2 separate regions of the Sus scrofa genome follow, and region 2 is linked to region 1. Evidence: chromatin contacts called from public Hi-C data. All regions are on one chromosome and are shown on one strand. The core of a region is the stretch at or near the end of the contact, and the rest is flanking DNA. Distances in the headings are between cores, read along the strand shown. Region 1 overlaps FGF13 (fibroblast growth factor 13). Region 2 overlaps LOC110257820 (a long non-coding RNA gene).

The links. A called contact is a pair of places that touch in the nucleus more often than the background predicts.
Region 2: a Hi-C map of liver shows a contact between it and region 1, with 14 times the contacts expected there. The contact joins two enhancer-like sites. A contact is called at or near these places in 3 of 47 Hi-C or Micro-C datasets (fetal heart ventricle, liver and skeletal muscle).

What each region holds. Positions count from the first base shown.
Region 1 is chrX:113,920,259-113,926,971 of Sscrofa11.1, forward strand. The region is part of intron 2 of FGF13 (fibroblast growth factor 13); the gene reads right to left. Among named protein-coding and RNA genes, the nearest start is that of FGF13, 32 kb to the right of the region's middle. Within about 2 kb of position 3,458, at least 5 of the 83 cell types and tissues checked have an H3K27ac peak or open chromatin away from gene starts, as enhancers often do. A contact at or near this core is called in liver, where this site is marked.
Region 2 is chrX:114,119,938-114,126,849 of Sscrofa11.1, forward strand. LOC110257820 (a long non-coding RNA gene) reads right to left here. Exons shown (of 3, transcript XR_002340823.1): 2 at 5,445-5,615. Among named protein-coding and RNA genes, the nearest start is that of F9, 95 kb to the right of the region's middle. Within about 2 kb of position 1,999, at least 3 of the 83 cell types and tissues checked have an H3K27ac peak or open chromatin away from gene starts, as enhancers often do. A contact at or near this core is called in liver, where this site is marked.

The sequences.
Region 1 (6,713 bases), core at 2,208-4,707:
TCGGACCCATTCTGGGAGATACAGAACCCTCTGAGAATCTGTTGAAAGCTAGGGATGTCATCACCAGAAAAATGCACATTTACACATAATTTCTAGGGGCTCCTTTGATGTCTCTAGGACAGTGCTTCCCCAACTTGGCCAAGGAGAAGAATCACCCAGGCACTCCTTTACAATTCACATACCAAAAAGGCTCTTCTAAAACTCTGATTTAGCTGGTCAGGAGGAAACAGTAGCCTACTTAAAAAAAAAAAAAAAAAAAAAAAAAAAAAAAACCTACGAGTGATGAACTTGTGTTAACTTTCAGCCAGGATCTACTGAATCAAGTTCTCACAGTGGGGATAGAGGTAGTGGGAGGTGATGGTGAGGTGAGCAGGTTTAGGAACCTCAGCTCCAGGGGTCCCCAGGCCAAGATGAATAACCCATATCCAACTCCATCCAGGCACTCTCCAGATGTCTGGACCGGCCAGGCGCAGATGGCTATGATGGGCACCAGGTCACTCATTGCCTGACATACCGCCAGCCCAGGCCAGAGTGTTTATGCACTCAGGGTCTGGTTCCTCTAAGCAAACTTGCAAAACATCAGCTCCACAAAGGCAAGGCTGATTATCTGCTCTGCTCACTGCTGTCGCAGGAGGCTCAACTACTATTTATTGAGTAAAGTAATGGGTGAATTAATGTATGAATTAGTACAGTGGGCACTCTGTAGCCACAGATTCCGCACCTATGGATTCAACCAATCATGGAGTGAATTTTTTTTTGTCTTTTTAGGGCCACACCCGTGGCATATGGAGGTTCCCAGGCTAGGGTCGAATCGGAGCTGTAGCTGCCAGCCTACGCCAGAGCCACAGCAACGCGGGATCCAAGCCACGTCTGCGACCTACACCACAGCTCACGGCAACGCCGGATCCTTAACCCACTGAGCAAGGGCAGGGATCGAACCCGCAACCTCATGGTTCCTAGTCGGATTCGTTAACCACTGCGCCACGACGGGAACTCCACTACTCTTTTAATAATAGCATCCATATCACCACTGACCAAATTTTATGTGTTATCCCTACATTATCCCATTCTATCTTTAAAATAAGCATGTGAGCCAAATATGACTACCTCCATTGTGAAGAGGCCGAGAAAGATTTGCCCGAGATCACACAGCGCACTAAAGCAGAGGAACTCCAGTCTCTAAAAATCCATGCTCTTTAACCATACAGCCCCTCGTCCATAGAAGATGGCCTATTCTAAAGTAGAAATTATATATCCCAAGTTAAATTAGCAATATTAAATCCAAATGGATTTGGGAATGAAAAATGCGGTCTTGCCATATCCATAAACAAAGGATCTTGCAGCCATCAAGCCATCACATTACAGCCCTGAGGGAACTCAGGATGGAAAGAGGATGCCGAGCTTCCAGGCAGCAGTCAACTGAGAAGGCACAGGAGGCTGGCCCCAGAGAGCTGAGGTGCTCATCAAGGGAAAGCTCAGTGAGCCCAGCCTCCTCTCCCATACACAGAAAAGCACTCAGTTCCTTAAGAAACCTGATTTTCTTTAATTAACAGAATCTTTTGATGTTCTGACCACCTGGGGTTTTGTTGCAAAAACTCCTATCCATCCTGGCTCCTCACCTATTCGGAGCAGCCTCTCAAGTGGTCTGAGAGTCTTATCTCCTGGGCTTGCCGTCCTCAGGAGGTCTGCCCAAAACATCACTCTTCGGTTGGGCATTTTTTTCAGTCAACAGAATGCTGCTGTCCTTCTAAGGGCTTCTGATGTGGTTTGGAGTTTCAAAGGCACAAGAGCATTTAAAGAAACCTAGGACGGATGCTGAGCCTCATGGTTAAGTAACCCATTTATTGAGTATCTCTTTTGTGAAAAAGCACCTTGAGGAAGTTAAAATCTAGTTGGGGAGATAAAACAAGCAGATGAAAAGTTAATCATTGCCAGATGGGTAACCCGGAGACCCAGCGCAGGGAACAGGCAGTTTCGGTAGGGAGGGTGGAAGAGAGGCTTTCTGGAGGATGTGGGTTAAGCTCGCGCATGAAAGATCCCCAAATGCAGAAATACTAGGTAGAGTATTCCAGATCAAGAAGTGGTGGGAGCTGGAGGAGAAAAGTCACTTTGAAGATAATCCATAAGCAAGATATTGTTTATCTTAATTTTTATGACATCATTAGGCTCATTATGTATCTCCACCGCAGAGAAAGCAGAAGATATGAAAAAAATATACATATACATATATACATCTATAAGCCAACCACCAGAGATTCCTTTTGATATACATTCTTTGAAGATTTATTCTAAACATATTTGTATGTTTCTTTAGACATAGGCATATCTGCCTACATGCATTCAATGTTATATTTACAGATTTATACATGCATATATGCATCTTTATAGGCGAACATATTTATCTATATTTATAAAATAGTAATAATATTTGCGGAACCCAGTGAGAAAGAGCTCAAGGCAGTAAGAGAAACACTTCACAACCACAAGCACAAGATCACCAGCTCTCCTTAGGCACCCCCAAATCCACGCCCAGCGCACACACTAAAATGACAGCGCGGCAGATTATTTAATGACGTGGAAAACATGCTAAGATGTTGACAAAGAAGAGCAGGTGACAGTATCTACTGCATGATTGCACCCATACACTTCAAGATGTATATGCGCGTGTTAACAAAATTCAGAGAAGAAAGACTGGAAGAAAAATCTCAAAAAGGACCTGGGAGCGCAACGCTCTGGTGGCTATTTTCTCCTCTACGCTTCTATGATTTCCCAAACTGTTCCCGGCAAACATGCATCATTTTGTAATCTGCAAACAAACCAAAAAATCGACGCCACCAAACAGAAGCAATATAAAAGCAGACAAATAAATGCAAAACAGTCCTGGGCTTTCTGCTCAAGAGGCATCCTGGGCTTTGTGAACAGCTGAAACCGAATTAGCATTGACCAGAAGACAGAGAAAGCAAAGCTCTGGGGTTTGGCCAAGTCCTGACTTCAAGGCTTTGACGGGTATCTGCCTCGGAGGGGCCCAGCGGGTGGGTCAGGTGTAGGCAGAGCAAGGACGCCTGGGGGGCTGGGGGGGAGGGGGACACCCGGCGCTCTTTTATCAGGCCCCGCCCGCCTGCCCCGGAGGCAGAGCGCCCGCGGTCTAGACCTCCAGGCCAGGGGCTGCCCCGGGGCGTCCGGACCCTTCCCCGCGCGCAGCCGGCCGCCCGCCCCGCCCGTCCGTCTGTCCCTCCGCGGCGTCCCGCGGCGAGCGGGCCGGGGGGCCGCGGGCCTCCGGGGGCCAGCAGGCAAAGCCCTCCGCCGCCGCCGGACGCGAGCAGCTCTGCCAAGTTTCACCTTCGGTGACACAACTTTTCCGTGTTTCTTTTTTCGGCAGCCGCCGCATCACGAGGCTAAGGAGCACACGGGTTTGTAATCAACCCAGCGGCCAGATCGGCGGCGACCGAGGGACGCCGGTTAACGGGACCGGTCGGCGCTCGCGTCCGTCCAGGCCCCCGGCTAGTGGGTTCGCGGCAGTCGGAGAACAAATGCTCCCGGGAAGCAGAGCCTCGAGGAGCGGCGGCCCCGTTTCCCGGAAGGCGGCTCCCGGGGCTCCGAAGAGCCCGCGCCTCTGTGAGCTCCCGGTCGCCTCGCTGTGCAATAAAGCCCCCCAGGGGCGAGGCGGGCACACACACAGAATCACAGGCAGGGGACGCAGGTCAATTCACAATACTTTCCACGTGGTGGGTGAAAGCAGGTTCTGCAGATAGCCGTGGGCATAGTCGAGAACTGCGCTCAGCCCGCCTTCTTTAGGTTGTTTACGTCTCTACTTTGAACGCGAGATAAATATTTTAAGAACTCGATCTGTGTTTACTAAGCCCCCGGTGCAAGAGCTGGAGAAATGCTACCTCCGCGATTTGGAGGGATTTTTGAGAACTGGGTTTCACATGTGTTATGAAACTTACCTACAACCAGGCAATAGACCGGTCACTGTTCATTCTGGCTGTTAAACACAGGTTCCGCAGCACAGAGAGACGCTACGTGAGTCCTAACTTTGAGAACTGTAATTAATATGCTCGTTCAAGGCGTGTGTCTCTGTTAACAAGATATATTTTGGGAAATTTTATCTAACTGAAGGCAGCATAAACAGGGTAAGAAAGAAAGCTCGCATTTTATTTTGCCATTTAAAATGAGTTATATAATGAGTGGTGAAAAGCTTCTTCCATGGAGCTACACTCTAAGGGGGAGACTTCTTTCACTGAAGTTAATGGCAAGGGGGAAAATCCAGAAATGAGACTCCGCCAATGAACCCGGGGTTCCCGAAGGAACCCCAGTCAGTTCATGAAAACCACTGACATCTGTTGACAAGGAGGGGGGCAGAAAAGGAGAGGAGGTGGCGCGGGGGGGCGGGGGGGGGCGTGTGCTGGAGAGAGAAGAGAACAGACTGAAAGCAGATGCCACGTAATGGGGGAAAAAAATAAACAATCAGGAGTTTCACCCAGTCGTGAATTAAAAGGACGTGTAATCTTCAGAACGCAGGTGAAACAAGCTTGCAGACACAGTTCTGGGAAAAAATGCCATTATTTTCAAACTGACAGATGCTTAAATCTTGAAAGTCACAGTCATGGCCAAGTGAGGGTAGATGCCCACTGGAAAGTAAGAAGTCAGAATATCCAAGGCCAAAACGGAAGCAAAGGGCACCCCTCGGGCCTAGGGCAGGACTGGGTTTCTTTCATCTCTGTATGCCCAGGCCCAGTACAATGCCTGGTATGGAAAAGTCATTCGAGAAAGCTGTTCAGAGATCTGTTTGGCTGCACAAAGATCGCAGCCTGGGAGCACTCATGCCTGTATAGGCAAACTCTTCCTAATCGGGCCCACATTGGCAGATGGCAAGTGATTCTGCAAAGGTGGATTAGGAAAGACTCAACTGTGTTGCCTAGGGAGGCGGTATAACACAGGGGTTAAGAGGTAGATTTGAAGTTGATCAAACCTGGCTCAAACCCTGCTTCACCGTTTCAGCTGATTGACCGTACTCTGGTCTCAACCCCTGAGGCTGCTTTTTCATCAGTCAAATGGGAATACGAGTCGTCTGTCTGTCTATCTCGACTAGCTTGAGATACTTCATGTCAATCCCTGGCATATATACAGTCAGTGCTCTGAAAAACTATGATTATAAGACCCCAACCACAATTACTTCTCCAGCCTACCTAGATGTCAGAAAATCAGCCATGGATATTAAGTCCTTGATTCCTTAATTAATTGAAGCCCTGCCTCTGGCAAACTGAAGTTCGGTGCCAGGCACTGTGCTCGTGATTTGCGACCCACTAGCTGTGTGACCTCATCCAAGCTACCTAATCGCCCTACTACGCTTCAATGTTCCCATCGCCAAAGTCCGGATATACTATTCGCTGTTTCATTAGGCTATCATGATGGTTAAATGAGAGCTACATAAAAAGTAATGCAAGCCCAGTAAATAGTGCTCGATGCTGTAGAAGCTACTGTAATAATGATAACGATAGTAATTATGATCATTAATGTTATTCGATGATGAATAAAACATACCCCAGTTTCAAGGAATTTCCTGCCTTGCTTAGCCCATTCAATATACTCCTTCAGGGCCTGCCAATACAAGACCCTGCTGAGTGCCCTAGTGTGGGGCAGGATGGGGGGGTCTTCCAGGAACCCGGAGGATACGGAAAGAAGGGGTCCACCAGGAAAAGGAGGCAGGCTGAACGTGAGGTGGCCAGGTCTCAGAAACCAAGAGCCTGCCTGTTCTGCAGGAATCCATTTCTATTCAGTTCAGTAAAGGGAAAACTAAAATTCCATGACACAAGTCAAAACGGTAGTTGCTTTGAAGGGGGGAGGGGGGATGGTAAGAAAGGAGCACGAGACAAGTTTCTGGGGTGAAGAAACTAGTCCGTATCTTGATTTCGATGCTGACTGCGTGGATGTAAACATTTGTCAAAACTCACTGAGCTGTACACTTAAGATCTGTGCGTGTTACTGTCTAGAATCTTCCATGACACAAAAGGAAACTGGGTTTGCACACTTTTTTTCTTACTAACTCTTTCATAATTTGGCCTCTGACCAGGCCTGCCTTTTACCAGATTTTCTTCTTCTTCCCAGGCCCTACTAATGGGGCCCAGAAAGGACAGACAGGGATGCCTGAGAATTCCTTTGGGCCATCAGGGACTGACCCAACCAAATCTGAGGTCTCTGCAGAAGGCTCAGAGGCAGGCCAAGCAAAGGCCTGAGCGCAGCCCAGTCCCAATGCACCCCCCTCAAGCTTACACGACAAAGCCCAAGGTGCTGCCAGTTTAAAAGAACCAACCAGAACACCTACTACCCTCTGCCCTTGGTCTGCGGGGAAGGTCATTAGCCAGTGAGACCGACACCATTTCCCTTTGAAAATCAATGCGCAGGCAAGTAATTTACAAGGGCAGAGGCATGAGGAGGGCACGAGAACTGTAATCTCAACCTGCGGTCATTGTCTTTGAGGCTTAATGTTTATTACAAACCCAGACCCCTGATAAAACAGTCCCTTCACCTTGCCCCGGTGCCCCAAGAATCAAGAAATTATCTCCTTCCATACAAAACTCCCATTTTCAGGATTAATTCTCTGAGAAACACAGCTGTAGCTTAGAACAAATGGCCGTCCAACTCAAGCAACTGCACCTGCAGGCTGGAGGGGGGGTCAACAGGATTACTAGAGACTATTTCACTTTCTTTAG
Region 2 (6,912 bases), core at 749-3,248, 200 kb after region 1:
GGCCCAACGGAAAACAGTACGGAAGTTCCTCAAATAATTAAAACTAGAACTACCATAGGATTCAGCAATTGCACTCCTGGGTATTTATCTGAAGAAATTAAAACACTAATTCAAAAAGTTAGGTATGCCCCCATGTTCACTGCAACATTACTTATAACAGCCAAGACACGGAAACAACCTAAGCAGCCATCCATAGATGAGAGGATAAAGAAACTGCGGTATATACAGCCAATGGCCTAGGATTCATCCGTTAAAAAGAACGAAATCTCGGAATGGTGACAAGCTGGATGGATCCTGAGGGCATTATGGTAAGTCGAGTAAGTCAGAGAAATACAGATTCCTCATGATCTCACTTACAGGTGTAGAATCTTAAAACAAAAACAAACAAAATAGCTACAGAGAAGGGACTGGTGGTTGCCAGAGGTGGAGACTGAGAGAAATGGGTGAAGGGAGTCGAAAGGTACAAACTTCCATTATAAAATAACTAAGTCATAGGGATGTACAGGCTATACGGCATGCTGACTATAGTTAATTACACTGTATTGTTTATTTGAAATTTGCTAAGTGATTACGTCTTTAAAGTTCTCACCACAAGAAAAAAAAATTCCATAACTATGTGTGGTGAAAGCTGTTAACTGGACTTGTTGATCATTCTGCCATATATACAAATATTGAATCATTATGTTATACACCTGAAACTAATAAATGTCGTATGTGCATTATACCTCCATTAAAAAACAATAAAGGAGATGAAGTTCACATAACAACCAAGTGCAATGAATGACACTGATTTATACCTTAGATCACACAAAAACATTAGCTCTACAGGATAATATTTAGGATAACTGGCTAAATGTGAAAATGGACTATGAATTCGGTAACAGAATTGGATTGGATCAATGCTGAATTTTCTGATTGTGATAATCATGCTGTATTTACCCTTACTTTTAGGAAATAACACTGAAGTATTTGTGGGGCACCATGCCTCTAACTTACTGCCAAATGATGCGTGAAAAAAATATGTGCATGTCTTACATACAGATAGAGAAACAGATCTAAGTACACAAATGGGGCAAAATGTGAACAGTTGATGGACCTGGATAAAGGCTACATGGCACATGGTAGTTCCTTATGCTAGTCTTGCAATGCTTTTGTATTTTTAACATTTTTCCAACATACAAGTGCAAATGAAATGACGGGCCAAGTGCACACGCCCACGGCATTGGCGAAGGGTGCTCCTCCTGGGGAGGCAGAGCGCTACTGTGAACATGAGCCATCGCCCGACAGTTATATTTTCACTGTTAATTCATAGGCTGATTTTCTAATTCACAGTCTGAGCTTTGGTGGCAAAAGCCAGCATTTCCAGAGCTAAATGGGTGAAGAAGGAGCTGCTTGAGGAGGTTCTGGATCTCATTTCTTACTCAAACATCTCCCGAGCACATCCCCTGTGCAATACTCTGTACTACTCTGGCTGTGAAGCCAAGTAACAGGGCCAGGAGGCAGGGCCGACCAGTCTCCACCGTCTTACTAGAGAGAATCCACCCCCTCACTCCACGCTGTTTGGCAAAAGACAAAGTGATATCTTGTCATGTGGGTTTCTCACTTCAACTAGTTGCAAAAACAGGCTCTCCCCATTGGCAATTCTACAGTATCAATTGCCAAAATGTTTTTTTGCCACATGTCCTGTGGTGCAATACGCTGCTGCAACTTTGTTTACTCACCGAGTGATTGCCCCCATTCCCATGAGACACCCCTGAATTCTTCTTAAGATCTCAAAGCCCTCAGAGGAATATCACTCTATAAACCTGAATTTCTTCCTTGTGTACTTATTAACCCTGAAACCAACCCTTAGGACAGCAAATTATCAAATACACGAACCTCGCTTCTTGTTTGCTTATTTTTCCACTAAGCTCATTTGGAGGAGAACGGGCTGTGTGTGGGTGGTGTGACCATGTACCGACCCGTCCTGAGCGGGCACCACAATGACTGCGCTGGGCGGGGCAACATGTGACATCTGTGCTGCTCCCTCCTCTTTGGTCTTCCACATGCTTTCCTCGTTTTCTCCTTTAACTTCTCAACTGGTATTACGCGAGCCCCTTGAGTCACATGCTCCCGATCTAAAATAGTCCCCTGGCTTATCGCCCATTGTTCCCTATCTTCTTCACCTGCTTTATTTTCCTTCTTATCATTACCTGATGATATCATAAATATTGGTTTATTGTCTTTATCTTATCCAGTGGAATAAAAACTCCATTGTGTAAAGTATTTTGTTTTCACTGCTTTATCTCAGGACCTGGAAGAGAGTCCAATATACAGTCAGTACTCAATAAATATTTGTGAAGTGAGTGAATGATTAGATAGTGGTGGAGCAATGTTTTACGTTATGAACACACAGTACAGGTCAAAAGCATGTCTCTGTTTAATACCTTATTTGATCCTTATAATAACCCCGTGAGGTAGACAGAAAAGGTGCTGTTACCCTCATTTGATGCATTAGGAAGCTGAATTCATATACCACTTAATACCAGAGGGACTAAGTGATATGCTCAAGTTCACCGAGCAAAGCACAGGCAGAGTACAAACACATATGTCATGGTTTTCCCAAGCTTGGAGGCCAAATACTTTCCACCCACCTACTGTGCCTTGCGCAGACCTCTGTAGTCTCAGGGTAAGCGGGGAGGGTGGATGGGGATGAAGCAACCTGGGAGCCCTGGGATACTTCTTCCTTCAAAGGAGGAAGTAGTTTATAGTATCTTCTTCCACCTGGGACCCAACATCCCCCTCCATTCCAAGTGAAATGGGAGACTGGGCTGTGGGATGGAAATCCCGTGAAATCAGATTGTTGTGATCATTATACAACTACAGATGTGATAAATTCATTTGAGTAATTAAAAAATGGAAAAAAAAAGTGAAATGGGAGTTCCTGATGTGGCACAATGGGTTAAAGATCTGGTGTTGTCTTTCTGGTACTGTCTCTGGTGGCTCGGGTTGCTGCTGAGGTGCAGGTTCAATCTCCAGCCTGGTTCAGTGGGTTGAAGATCTGGCATTGCAACAGCTGTGGTGTAGGTTGCAGCTGTGGCTCCGATTCAATCCCTGGCCCAGGGAACTCCATATGCTGCCGATGCGGGGCCTCCCCATCCCCCAGAAAGTGAAATGATGAAGCAATGGATGAGAGGGCCGTGGCTTTTGCCTTAAGTCTAAGCCGTGGTGGTTTATCTGATTAGAGGGGGGTGGAGTTCCTTCATTTTTTAAAATTGAGTATCAAGTTTGGGGTGCACCTACCACCTCATAACCAATTTAATATGACAACATAACTGATTCATTCCTAGGAGAACAGATGTGTATATGATGACAAATTCTTTTGTCATCAACACAAAAAATGAAAACTTTAGAATGTTTCGTAAGTATGAAATGGAAACACCTCAATTATCCAACACTACCCAGAAATGACACATTCAAGATGGTTAAGTTTCCACATTAGCAAATGTGAAACCCTTTCAACACCAACCATAACTACTTAACTACAGTTTGACAGAAATCATTCTACCATCCACTGCCTATTTTCAGGCACTCTTAAATTAACATAATTTATGGTTCATTAAAGACCTACAGGCATTATTATATATGTGTTGATATTGCTGTAATAGATTGATACACCACTATTACTACTAACCACCACCACCACAGTGGCGGCAATAACAATATTTGTTGAATGTCATATGACACGCCAGGTGCTAACCTAAGAACTTGACATTTATTAATTTGTTTCGTTTCTGCAGCAACCATAAGAAGAGTGAGCCCCACTTTACAGATGAGGAAACTAAAGCATGGAAATGTTAGGCAACCTGCCCAAATTACAAAGGGAGGGCCCCTGATTTCAATCCACATATGGGAACAAAAGGCAAATACACGACCATAAGGTGTGATTTCAAGACCAAGTCCAGAAATCTCTATTTTCCAAGGGTACTTCTTACTCCCTTGTTGACAACAGCAACAACAGTGTGTGTGCGCGCACACACACACACACGCAGAGTTCACCCATCCTGTCACTGATACGCACCTCTGCTGGCATCATGCTGCCTTCACAAGCCAGGCTCCCCACTCGCACTGAGCTCCTCCCTGTTGGTCCCACTGTCCTGGGCCAACGTCTACTGTTCTCCTGCCACGTGACTGCTTTTCCCCTCCGCTGCCCCCACGGGACCCTCCGGCACCACAACACAGCGCTTGCTGTCTACTATATTCTGCCCCCACCCCCGCCCCGCTTTTTTTAAATTCTCACCATTTTTTCTTATCTCTTTTAGAGGCTCTGTTTTCCCTCCATCTCTTAGGTTTTTCACCACATAGTTTTGGGGCATTATTGCTAAGCAATGGGGCAAACCTAGGGCATCGAGGGCCACTTACCTGAGGCAAGAAAAGCACCTGATGCACAAATTCTAGACACCTTGCTTGCCTCACCCTCGTCCCAGCCTGTCCACCCAACACGAATGTTTCTCTTGTTGCTGTTACGAAAAGGCAAGATCTCTGATTCTAATTTCTGATATTTATTTCAGGATGAATCATCTCCATTTTCTCTCATTCGGGTTCAAGCCCATGCAATTCTTGATCCAAGCATGTCGTACTCCCCTTCAGAAGGCTATAAAACTGCAACCGTTGCAAGAGGGTGGTTTAAATGATTAACCTGATTGTTGGCTTCTGGGAACTCCTTCATTGGCCTGCACCAAGAGAAGAGACCCTGCCACTGGGCACTGGGTAGGGTAGACAATTATACCTGGGATCCCTGGGCTGAGCCCTGGGTACCCCCACTCCTGGTGAGCTACTGTATTCTCTCACACCTACAGTATCTATCTAGTGCCTCTTTGATGGCTCTTACTTAACCCTCCAGTTCCTGTGCCGGGACTAGAACTTTGTCCAAAGTTCTTGACCACCCTTCCTCCCCTGTGCCCCATATATCCAGCTCATGGCTCTCTGGGAGTCTACAACAAACAGATGGGTCACCTAGAATTCCAACACTGATTGTAGCCTCATATTGACTATTCCACTTCTTAAGATACCAGATGTCACAGTCACTGCTATTCCACAGAATCCTGACCTCACAGAAGACCCCAGAAGAACGCTCTCTGCCCCTGTCCCAAGTTCCCTCAGTCCCAGCTTCCTATCATTCCCTGATTTCCCAAGCTGCCTTCTAGCTGAGCCCACCCAAGGTAAAACTCTTAGCAGCCTAGGAACACATTTGAGCACAGTTTGGAGCCACAAAAGGGCAATGCTGAGAAAGGAGGAACTTTTGCTCCAGCACAAAATCATTAACTGAAGCAGCCTTGTCATCTAAGTACTCCAAGGTTTCTTAGACTTTTTAGCAAGTTACTAGTATTAGTCAGGGTCCTTCAGAGAAACCAAATGAATTTATTTACATTAGACAAAAAGATTTATATGAGTTATTAACTCACATGATTGTGGAGGCCGAAAAGTCCCAAGAGCTGTAGTTGGCAAGCTGGCAGCCCAGGAAAGCCAATGGTATAGGTCCAGTCTGAGTCTGAAGACCTGAGAACCAGCAGACTCAATGGTACAAGTTCCAGTCCCAGTCCCAGTCCGAAGGCAGGAAAAGACCCACGTCCAAGCTGGAAGACAGTGAGGAAGAGAGAGTGAATGCTCCCTTACTCAGCCTGTTCATTGTATCAAGACCTTCATGAGACTGGATGCAGCCCTGCTACACTGGCGAGAGCAATCCGCTTTACTCAGTCTACTGATGCAAATGCTCATCTCATCTAGAAATGCCCTCGCGGGCATACACCCAGAGTAATGTTTAACCAAGTACGTGGATAACCGTGGGCTAGTCAGGTTGACATGTAAAATTAACCATCCACAAGGCCACACCTTTTACAACTTGGCACCATATGCATCTCCTTAAACCATACTTAATCTCCAAATAAAGACCATAACAAGATCGTAACTCCACCTCCTACGATACAACCATGTGTGTACAACGGAACATGCACTAATCCCTTCCCCAGAATAGGAGCTAAAGTCCTTGAGTGATGTCTCTTATTTTTGATATCCCACAACTGAAATACTATGATGTAAAATTAACAATAATAAATACTATGATATAAAGTCAATATATCTTATGTTACATGATAAAAGAGTAAGAAAACAAGTAGTTATCTGCTTAGTGTATATGTGTGTGCATATGTATATATACACGTATCTATGTATACACACATATTCATAACAAAATAAGGAAATATTCATATAATTAGACTCCTCATTTCTACAACAGGTCACAGGTTCATAACTGGTATTCGTAACTGCCTCCTTCCACTACTCAGTAACAGTATTCACTGTCGGTGTACCCAGGTCTTTCCTCAAGGCGAACTGGCCTCCCTGTCACTGAAGAGGTTTTGGAGTCTATAAATGAGCTCACGTCTGGGAACTGATTAAGGGACCATGACTCTCTGTTTTGATGATTCAGGTTAAGATTTTTCTTCACTTGACCTAGCACGTTTCTGCTTATGCAAATCAAGTGAGAACTTAGTAGGTTTCCATAAACTCTCAACGGCATGTAACAAAAAGGCTTTCTTTCTTAGGTATATGTGTATTCAGTCAGGTGCGGTGATTCTGTTTGAAGCTACAGGCAAAGAACCAGTTTGCTGCATGTGCTTCACCTAGGGAGCCCAGTAAAAGGGGCGGAAGCCACCTGGCTCAAGTTCTTCTGGCAGGAGAAGCTGAAAACTATCAAAGGGGTGAGGAGAAAGATGCCCTGCCTCTAAGGTCTAGGCCTGGAGCTTCCACACTCCCGATTTCACCCATATTCCACTGGCCAAAGCATCAGGTATGGAGGATATTTGCAAACATTAGTCAAACGACTTCACACTGCTTAGATTTCCACAATCATGTAAGATGGAATATCAGGGAAAG